2 separate regions of the Sus scrofa genome follow, and region 2 is linked to region 1. A link is a contact called in public HiChIP or PLAC-seq data. All regions are on one chromosome and are shown on one strand. Each heading gives the region's core, a stretch centred on a gene start, on an enhancer-like site or on the middle of the called end of the contact. The rest is flanking DNA. Distances are from core to core; before and after follow the strand shown.

What was found. HiChIP or PLAC-seq counts read pairs in DNA pulled down with a chosen protein or histone mark.
Region 2: an H3K27ac HiChIP or PLAC-seq map of alveolar macrophages shows a contact between it and region 1. The contact joins two enhancer-like sites. A contact is called at or near these places in 6 of 47 Hi-C or Micro-C datasets (embryonic fibroblasts, epiblast stem cells, fetal liver and 3 more) and 1 of 2 datasets of contacts at active chromatin or transcription factors (alveolar macrophages).

The regions. Positions count from the first base shown.
Region 1 is chr11:6,721,714-6,725,747 of Sscrofa11.1, forward strand. All of the region lies in intron 1 of UBL3 (ubiquitin-like protein 3), which reads right to left. Among named protein-coding and RNA genes, the nearest start is that of UBL3, 40 kb to the right of the region's middle. Within about 2 kb of position 2,033, at least 5 of the 83 cell types and tissues checked have an H3K27ac peak or open chromatin away from gene starts, as enhancers often do. A contact at or near this core is called in alveolar macrophages, where this site is marked.
Region 2 is chr11:6,930,076-6,934,109 of Sscrofa11.1, forward strand. The region is part of intron 2 of LOC106505250 (a long non-coding RNA gene); the gene reads right to left. Among named protein-coding and RNA genes, the nearest start is that of KATNAL1, 130 kb to the right of the region's middle. Within about 2 kb of position 2,181, at least 34 of the 83 cell types and tissues checked have an H3K27ac peak or open chromatin away from gene starts, as enhancers often do. A contact at or near this core is called in alveolar macrophages, where this site is marked.

The sequences.
Region 1 (4,034 bases), core at 783-3,282:
ACAGAACACTGTAAATCAACTATAATAAATTTTTTTTTTAAATATGAGGAAAGCATTGCCTGAGCTGTGGATACATAGGATATATAAACATACATTAATGACCAAGTTATCCCTATCAGTTACACTTTATTTTTTCTTATTTTTTTGCTTTTCAGGCCTCATGCATAATAAAATTGTTATATTCTTCAATAACGTGGCCTTTGTGTTTAATGCAATCATATGATATGAGAGGTGGAACAGTCACCTAGGACAGTCCCTCAGAGAATCTATAGCTTTTTCTTTCTTAGGGCAAAGGCACGCATTACAATTATTTTCTAGCCACAAGCAGAGCATCAAGTCTAAACTGTGGGCACAGTTCACGGCAACACTGGATACTCAACCCGCTGGGCGAGGCCAGGGTTTGAACCCACAATCTCATGGATACCAGTCAGGTTTGTTACCTGCTGAGCCACCACGGGAACTCCCTCCGCCCCCCCCACGCCCGTCACATTTTACATTTGAATTAATGGAGGTTTAATGACATAAACCCACTGCCTTTCCGTCCTTGTCACATCACTAACTCCTATCTTCAATTCCCTATAAACCAGTGCCTGCTGAGGCCAAACTTGTAAAGCTCACTTAGGCGCATCTAATAAAAAACATCAACTGCTTCTCATTTCGCATCTTCCTCCGTCTCTCTGCAACATCTGACACAGTTTAACCCCTTTTTCCTTGAAAATCTTTCCTTGTTAGGCTTCTGTAATTCCCAAAATGTGCTTTCTGGAACATGAACATCCATGAAGTATTCTGGGGGAGCAAAGTGGTCAGACCAATCCGCAAAGCATTACTTCATCTATTCACCTCTTGGAGATTTGGCATGTACGCTAACATTAAAAACCCAAAGAATTCTTGCAGTGAACAAATTCATTTACCGTTAACAGCTGTGGTATTTAACCACAGAAGCAATTTTCTTTCCCCTACCACTTGTTACCATCCCACAGATGTACGTTCAGAAAAACATACTTTGGAGAATACTACCCCTGCTCTTTGGGGCTGCTTCTTGTTATTTTTTTCCTCCTGTACTCCAAACACGGGCTTTCCGAGGTTCTTTTGTCAGTCTTCTGTCTCCTCAACATCCCCTTGAGACAGCCTCGCCAACACCCAAGGCTTCAGCTGCCCCTTATGGAACACCCCCATTCTTCATGGAGCCCCACTTTCACTTCTCCAGCTGCCAGCTGACCACATCTAATAAGACAGCCTGCTGTCCTCGCAAAACTGTATGTTTCTATTTTTTTTGGCTACACCTGTGCTAGGCAGATTCCTAGGCCAGGGATTGAACCCACACCACAGTAGTGACCAGAGCCACAGCAATGACAACCTAAATCCTTACCTGCTAGGCCACCAGGGAACTCCTCAAAACTAAATGTTCAGATTTAAACTTAGTTCTTCCTCAACAACAGGTGTCCCTCCTGAATTTATTTCTGCTAAATTCTCCAGGTCTCCCAGTCAGGCAGGCTGGAAGGCCCAGAGTGCTCCTTCACTCAGCCCTACTTTCTCCTCTCCCCTCCTTCGGTTATTGAATTCTCGCGAGGTCTCTCTGTTGCCTCTCTCGCCAATCCAGGCTGCACACTGCCAAACACTTTCAAAGACGGCAACCTGTGTCAGTGCGGCTCCGGGACTAACATTTACTTGTCAGCTCGCCAGCACCACACATACCTGGCGTGAAGGCACAACCCTGTGAGACGGCACCACTGTCTCCATCCTGAGGATGGTTAACTGGGACACCGAGGTCAGGAACCTCTGAAGATGACACAGTGGACAGTCCAACGGCAGCTGTCCCTCCGTATCCCTGGGGTCTGCTTCTGAGACCCCTGCAGATCCCATGTCACTTACACAAGATGGCTCTCTGTACCCGCAGACACGGAGAAATTTCCCTGCGCAAATTTCTATTCCAGCCAAAATGGCACATTCATTATAAATCCTATTCTGGCAAGACTCACGAGCATGACTTCCTGATTCTGCTCTTTCAGTTCTAAGGCCTCCTCTGAAGCCCTTCTGACCCACATCCTCATTCCTCCCTCAGGGTTCTACCCAATCATGGGTACAGATCAGGGGTGACCCTATGTGTCCACGTTTGCCTGAGATAACTTGGAACAACTCCAATTTGTAATGGTACCTGCTTCTCCTCTCAAAAGTATCTCAATCTAGATAACAAACTCTAAGGTCATCCTACATACATCATCTGTTGTAGCAAGAGTCAGTTTATGTCATGTGTCTTCACTCTCCAATTAAATTACAGTCCTTGAGGATGGAAAAACCTATCTCAAAACTTCGCAGTTCTCCTCTTTCATAAGTTGCTAACTTACAACAGCAAGCACAGTCGCGTATGTGTGTGGCTACGAAACAATCTTGAAGATGAGCCTTTGGCTGTATTTTATTTCCCAATTAAACCCTACTTTTAGTTCAAAAGAGGAAAAAGTGCCATTTAATTCATACAGTTAACCTCAGTTACTTGTACCTGAAAAATACTAGGTATATTTAGTACATTGGAAAATGAATGAATAATGCTATCAGAATATGCTAGACTATAACCACCATCCCTGAAACACTGCAACAATGCACATGTAACAGAAGAATACAACCAGAAGTGGATGGACCAACTATTACCATGTTATTCTAATATTTTTTACTGTTACACACAGGTGATGACAGACTCACTCTTCCACACACAACTATCATGGAACACACGCCCTGAAACAGTCCACAGCGATACTGAAAAACAGTTGCCCTGAAGAGAGAAGAAAGAAAAAGACATTTAAAAAATCCTCCTATTCTTTACAATATGTTTGTCAGTCAACTCATTATTCAAAACTGATAGCAAGTTCTCTTATTTAAGAAGAATACATTCTATCCGGCTATGAAGACGATGATTGTTCCAGGCTGCCTGTGCCTCTCAGGCCCATTCAGTCCACAGGGACAATTTGCATCAACCTGTGACTAGTGATACTGTCGCTTAGTGGTGCCCCAGATAGCTATGACCTCATGTGCTCTTAACACTGAGGTTCTCATTTATACTTGGTATACTGGAATACTCATGAATCCTTACTCAGAGACAATTGTTTTATTATTATTTATTAAAATTTTAAATTGTAGTTATCAGTTTACTTAGGGTTAGAGTGACAAATTATTTAGCAGCAGAATTCTGCATGACAAGCAGGAAATGAAAAAAACAAACATGATAAATGCATCAACATCAGTATATAACATTAAGTGTGATTATCAGTAAAATATAGCACAAAATTCTGCATTTACGCAGGATATGCCACCTAAGTTAATTAACATAATCACCAAGTGTGCATCATTGGGGGGAATGCATCACGCTAGTCACAAAAACAAACAAAAACCACACACACACACACACACACACACACACGAACTGTATGTTCACAGAAGTTGTTACTGAATGTAAATCCAGCAGCATCAAAACATTTAGCATTAAAACAAAAAGCAATGGCAGCAGATGACTTCAAAGGGGAGGAATAAAGAAGAGCACTACACAGCAGTAAAGTGCACGGTAAAATGACAGGTGAATTCCTGGGGAAAAGTAAATGACTCAGAGAGTAAAAGAAGGACCACTTATAAAGAGGAAAGATTGTCATGAGCAGATTAGACAACTGTCCAGTGTTGTGGACATGAACAAGCAGAATGCATCAGTGCCAGAGAAACAATTCAAGAATTATTAAAGAACCCCTGGCACTGAGCTAGAAAATATCACTTATGCTTTTTACAAATTTAGAAGCTTAGGTTCAGAATTAAAGAAAAATTATCTAAGGTTATTTAAAAACAAGACAAACAAACAAACAAAAAACCAGAAGATAGTTAGAAATCCAAATAAATTGGTGCCAGTTAAGTACGACAACCTTCCAACTTGGACCATACGCTATATGCTGAGCAATGATCTATTTTTTAAAATCAATAAAATAGCTTATGCTCATGTCTATTTATTTATTTATTATTTTGTCTTTTTGCCATTTCTTGGGCCACTCCTGCGGCAT
Region 2 (4,034 bases), core at 931-3,430, 210 kb after region 1:
CCCCGTACAGCCAGCGGGGAAGGAGCAAAGGAAGAGACACCTGACTTCTCGCCTCCGGCCACCGGCCAAGTCCAGCTGGAAGCAGAGGGCAGGAGAGCTGGGGGGCACGGGCCACAGAGAACAGCCTCTGGCACGCCGAGCAGAGTGGAGAAGGGCAGGAATCAGTGGGGACTTGGGGGACATCAGAGATGGGCCAGCACAGATGGTATAACGTGGAGCCAGGACTGGGGACGACTGTGGCATCCAGCTTGTCCCAGGGAAGAAGAGAAGGCAAGCCCCAGGACCTCAGGCCCAGCAGCCTCTGAGAAGTCCAGGAGAGCATTGTCCACCCTCGCCATCACCCACCAGGACCCCAGGAGATACCACTGCCACCTAGAGCCCCTAGCTACCCTCCCAAAAAAGCTGGGGAGGGCCAGTGTAGGAGCGTCTGAGGGCATGGCTTCTCCAGCCACCCAGCACTTACAGCCCCGCAGCACAGGGCCTCCCAAACGCCTTCTCATCTCCTGCTCTGAGGATGCCCCCCCCTTTTCTGACAATGGATTCGGTGCATTGCATTCAGAGGAGCCAGTATGTTTAGCAGAAACGGGAGACTCTGCTCAGCAACTGGGCAGGAGAGGGCCCCAGGGAAGGGGGGTACCGTGTGGGAAGGACGACGCGGGGGCGGGGGGGGGGGGAGGTCCGGAAGAGCTGCTGAAGCTTCTCAACATTGCAGACAGAGAAAACAACAGCTCCCAATAATAATAACCATTTCAGCTTTGCTCAATTATGATCTCCAGATTACGGGCATCTCATTACCACCTCAAAACGAACAAACAAAACTCTGACTTTTCTATTAACGTCACAGCCGTCAGTGTCTCATTGATTGAAGAGAGCCAACTTCAAAAGAGACTGAATTGTTTTTTCATTCTAAGCCAATCTAGAGCCTGGGCTGTGTCTGCAGACATTTTGTCTCGTCCCTGCCTCTGCCCGGGGCTCCACCTAGCGTCCGACAGCCGGTACTACACCCTCTATCCCACTTCTTAAAGCTGCCTTTTCTCACAATGAGCTGGTTTCATAGAAAATCATGAGACTTGATGGAGGGAAAAAAATGGCCTCTGTGACAGACATTTTTCAAAAGTGGTTGAGCAATAAAGACTTCCCATTTATTGGATTTCACACATGATTTCGCTTGAGCCAAACCAAAGACTCGTGACTCTTAAAAACAAGGAAGAGGCAAGAGAGTACCGAGTATTTGGGCAATTTTCTCACGGCCTTCTTGTTTTGGGGAACCATGCCTGTGTGGACACATAAAAAGGTGACTGATTTGCATATGCACATACGGAGTTTGCAGGGCCAGGCCTCGTACAGCAAAGACTTATTTAAGTCCCTGTAATGGGCTGAATTGTGCCCCAAATTCAAATAAATCCTAGCCCCCTGTGTCTCAGAAGGTCACCATTTTGGAGATGAGACAATTAAGTGAAAAGGAAGTCTTTAAGGTAGACCCTAGTCAAATCTGACTGGTGTCCTTATGAGAAGAGGAAATTTAGACACAGACTATGCAGGTAGGGGGACGGGGGGCGGTGGTAGTGGGGAGACCCTATGAGGATGAGAAGGCAGTCACCCACCAGGCAAAGGGGAGAGGCCTCAGAAGAAACTAACCTGCCAGCGCTTTGATCTTGAACTTCCAGACTCCAGAGCTGTGAGACAATATGTTTCTCTTGTTTAAGCACACACACACACACACACAGAGCCCCGTCTGCAGTGTTTTGTTATGTGGCCACAGCAAACTACAGCCCCTACATTTTTTCCTCCCACAAGCTGGGCAAACAACACCAGAGGAAACCGGCCCCATTGCTGGTAAGAGTGACCTATGCCAGCTTCGTGTCTCTGCGTTTTCTACATAATGAGTTCTGAACCCGGAAAGGTTGGGCAGTAGCTTTGGCAACTTCCTTTGTCCACTCCTCCCTCCTATCAGTAGGGAACGTGGTAAGACTTAAGCCTCTCCCGGAAGTGGCTTCCTGGTGGGGGTTTAGGAGAATCCAGACCCTCCCTCAGCGGGCAGTTGGGGGTCAGATAGGCCTCTGCCACAGCTGGGTGAGCAAGCTTGGCAAGTTTACTGCGCCTCTCTGAGCCCCGATCTTGTCCGCTGTAAAGTGAGGGTGATGGGGTTGCCTGGAAACTGAGGTTCAGCAGGGCATCTGGCTCGGACCTGCTCAGGACACACCCACCAGCCACACCTGAGCCGAAGGTGCACACCAGCATCCCCAGACTTGCCTGCGGAACCCCGACTTCGCCCCTCTTCTTGGAGAGGTGGGGAGAGGGGCTGGTTAGGCGGGAGCAGGCATTTAGGCCCCCCCCCGCCCCCCGCAGTGCCCCGTGGACGCCCGGCATAAAAGCCAACTTCAGAAAATTGCTTCCGGTGACCTTGGCTTTCAAGAGATCTCCTAGGAGGACAGAGGCCTTTGGCTGGACATTTAGGGACGTCACTTTTGAAGGCACAGAAGCAGGATGGCTGCAGCGGGTGCGGGAGGAAAGGGCACCGCCGCCAGGAGCCCGACTCCCGGGAACCGCAGCGCCGACTCAGTCCTTTCCCGCTGCGATCAATCTCTGGCCGGGCCGTTTCCGCCGCCCGCGGCTCCGGCCCCGCGGCCGCGCGGCGCATTAGTGACTCTGTGACCCGTTCGCCCAGCGCCCTGCCCGCGGCTGCCCGCCCCGCTGCGGCGGCTGCCGGGCGGGACAGGGACAGCCGGCCTGGTCCCCGCAGCCCGAGTCCCCTCTTAAAGCGGCCCGTGCGCTCCGTGCGGATGCCCCGGGCCCCCCGCCCGGTCCCCCGTCGGGGACCCCGGCTCCCCCTGGCGGACGCCAGCTCCCTCGAGTTCCCAGCCGTTTCAGATGTTCAATTTCAGTCATCTGGGGGTGCTTTTCCAGCGCGCTCGCGCAAACACACAGACACACAGACACACAGACACACAGACACACACAGACACACACACACACACACACACACACACACACACACACACACTCTCTCTCTCTCTCTCTCTCTCTCTCTCTCTCTCTCTCTCCAGGTGAGGGATTTCCGGCTGGGTGCATCAGAGATCTCGGCGGCAAGATGCACACAGGCTAAGGAGCCAAAGAACAGAAATGCAGTAAAAATGTAAAAATGGGGTAGGCCCAGCAAAGTGTCCAGAATGCTCCCTGACTGAACGCTCTGTACCAGCCTCAGAACACTCAGTGCTCCGTCTGGACTCTTCAGCCCGGGAAACAGAGGCGTTGCATTTCTGTCCTGCAAGCGCCGTATATTTGGCAGGAGGGAATGCCTTTCAGAGGCACCTTGTTTTCTTAAATATACCGAATGTATAATACGAACTCTCAGAGGCTTCTGTTTCTTAAATATACCGAATGTATAATACGAACTCTCAGAGGCTTCTGTCTGAAAAGGGAACACATCCTACAGGCTCCATGAAGAAGCATGTTCAGATAAAGCACCATAAACTTTAGTCTATGGTTTGATGGAAACAGAAATAATAAGTAAAACGTGTTTTTATGAACCTTTGAAAAAGCCTGTAGCTCTCAGTGGCAACCCCAATCCAGCCTTGTGTTTTATTCCCTTAATGAAACTTAAATGCGGAAGATGTTGTGGCGTTTCAGCGTCTATGGACCCTCTCCGATGGGCCCTGTGAGTGGGCAGGTGTGAGTCAGGGCCAGCAGCCGTGGCGGGTGGACGCTTCGGAATGGAGCCACTGGCATGGGTAAGAGAAAAAGGAAGAAGGAGCCAAGGGGGAGAAAATTCTATTCTTATTTATGTTGCAAACTAAATTGACAGACATATCCTTTTTGGACCAGGGCACCTAGGAAGGATTGTGTTGCTGTGGGCCTGGGGTCCTCAACCTTGAGGAAACCAGAGGGGCAGAGAAGCTAGGAAGGATGCGATGTCTCGCGGGCAGCCCAAGCCTGCCTCGGAGAATCGCCTGCGTGGCTGGTCCAGGCTTTTATCCATCACTCGGCCTGCCCGAGCAAGGGCTGCACTTCCAGCCCGGAAGGGGTCAGCCCCT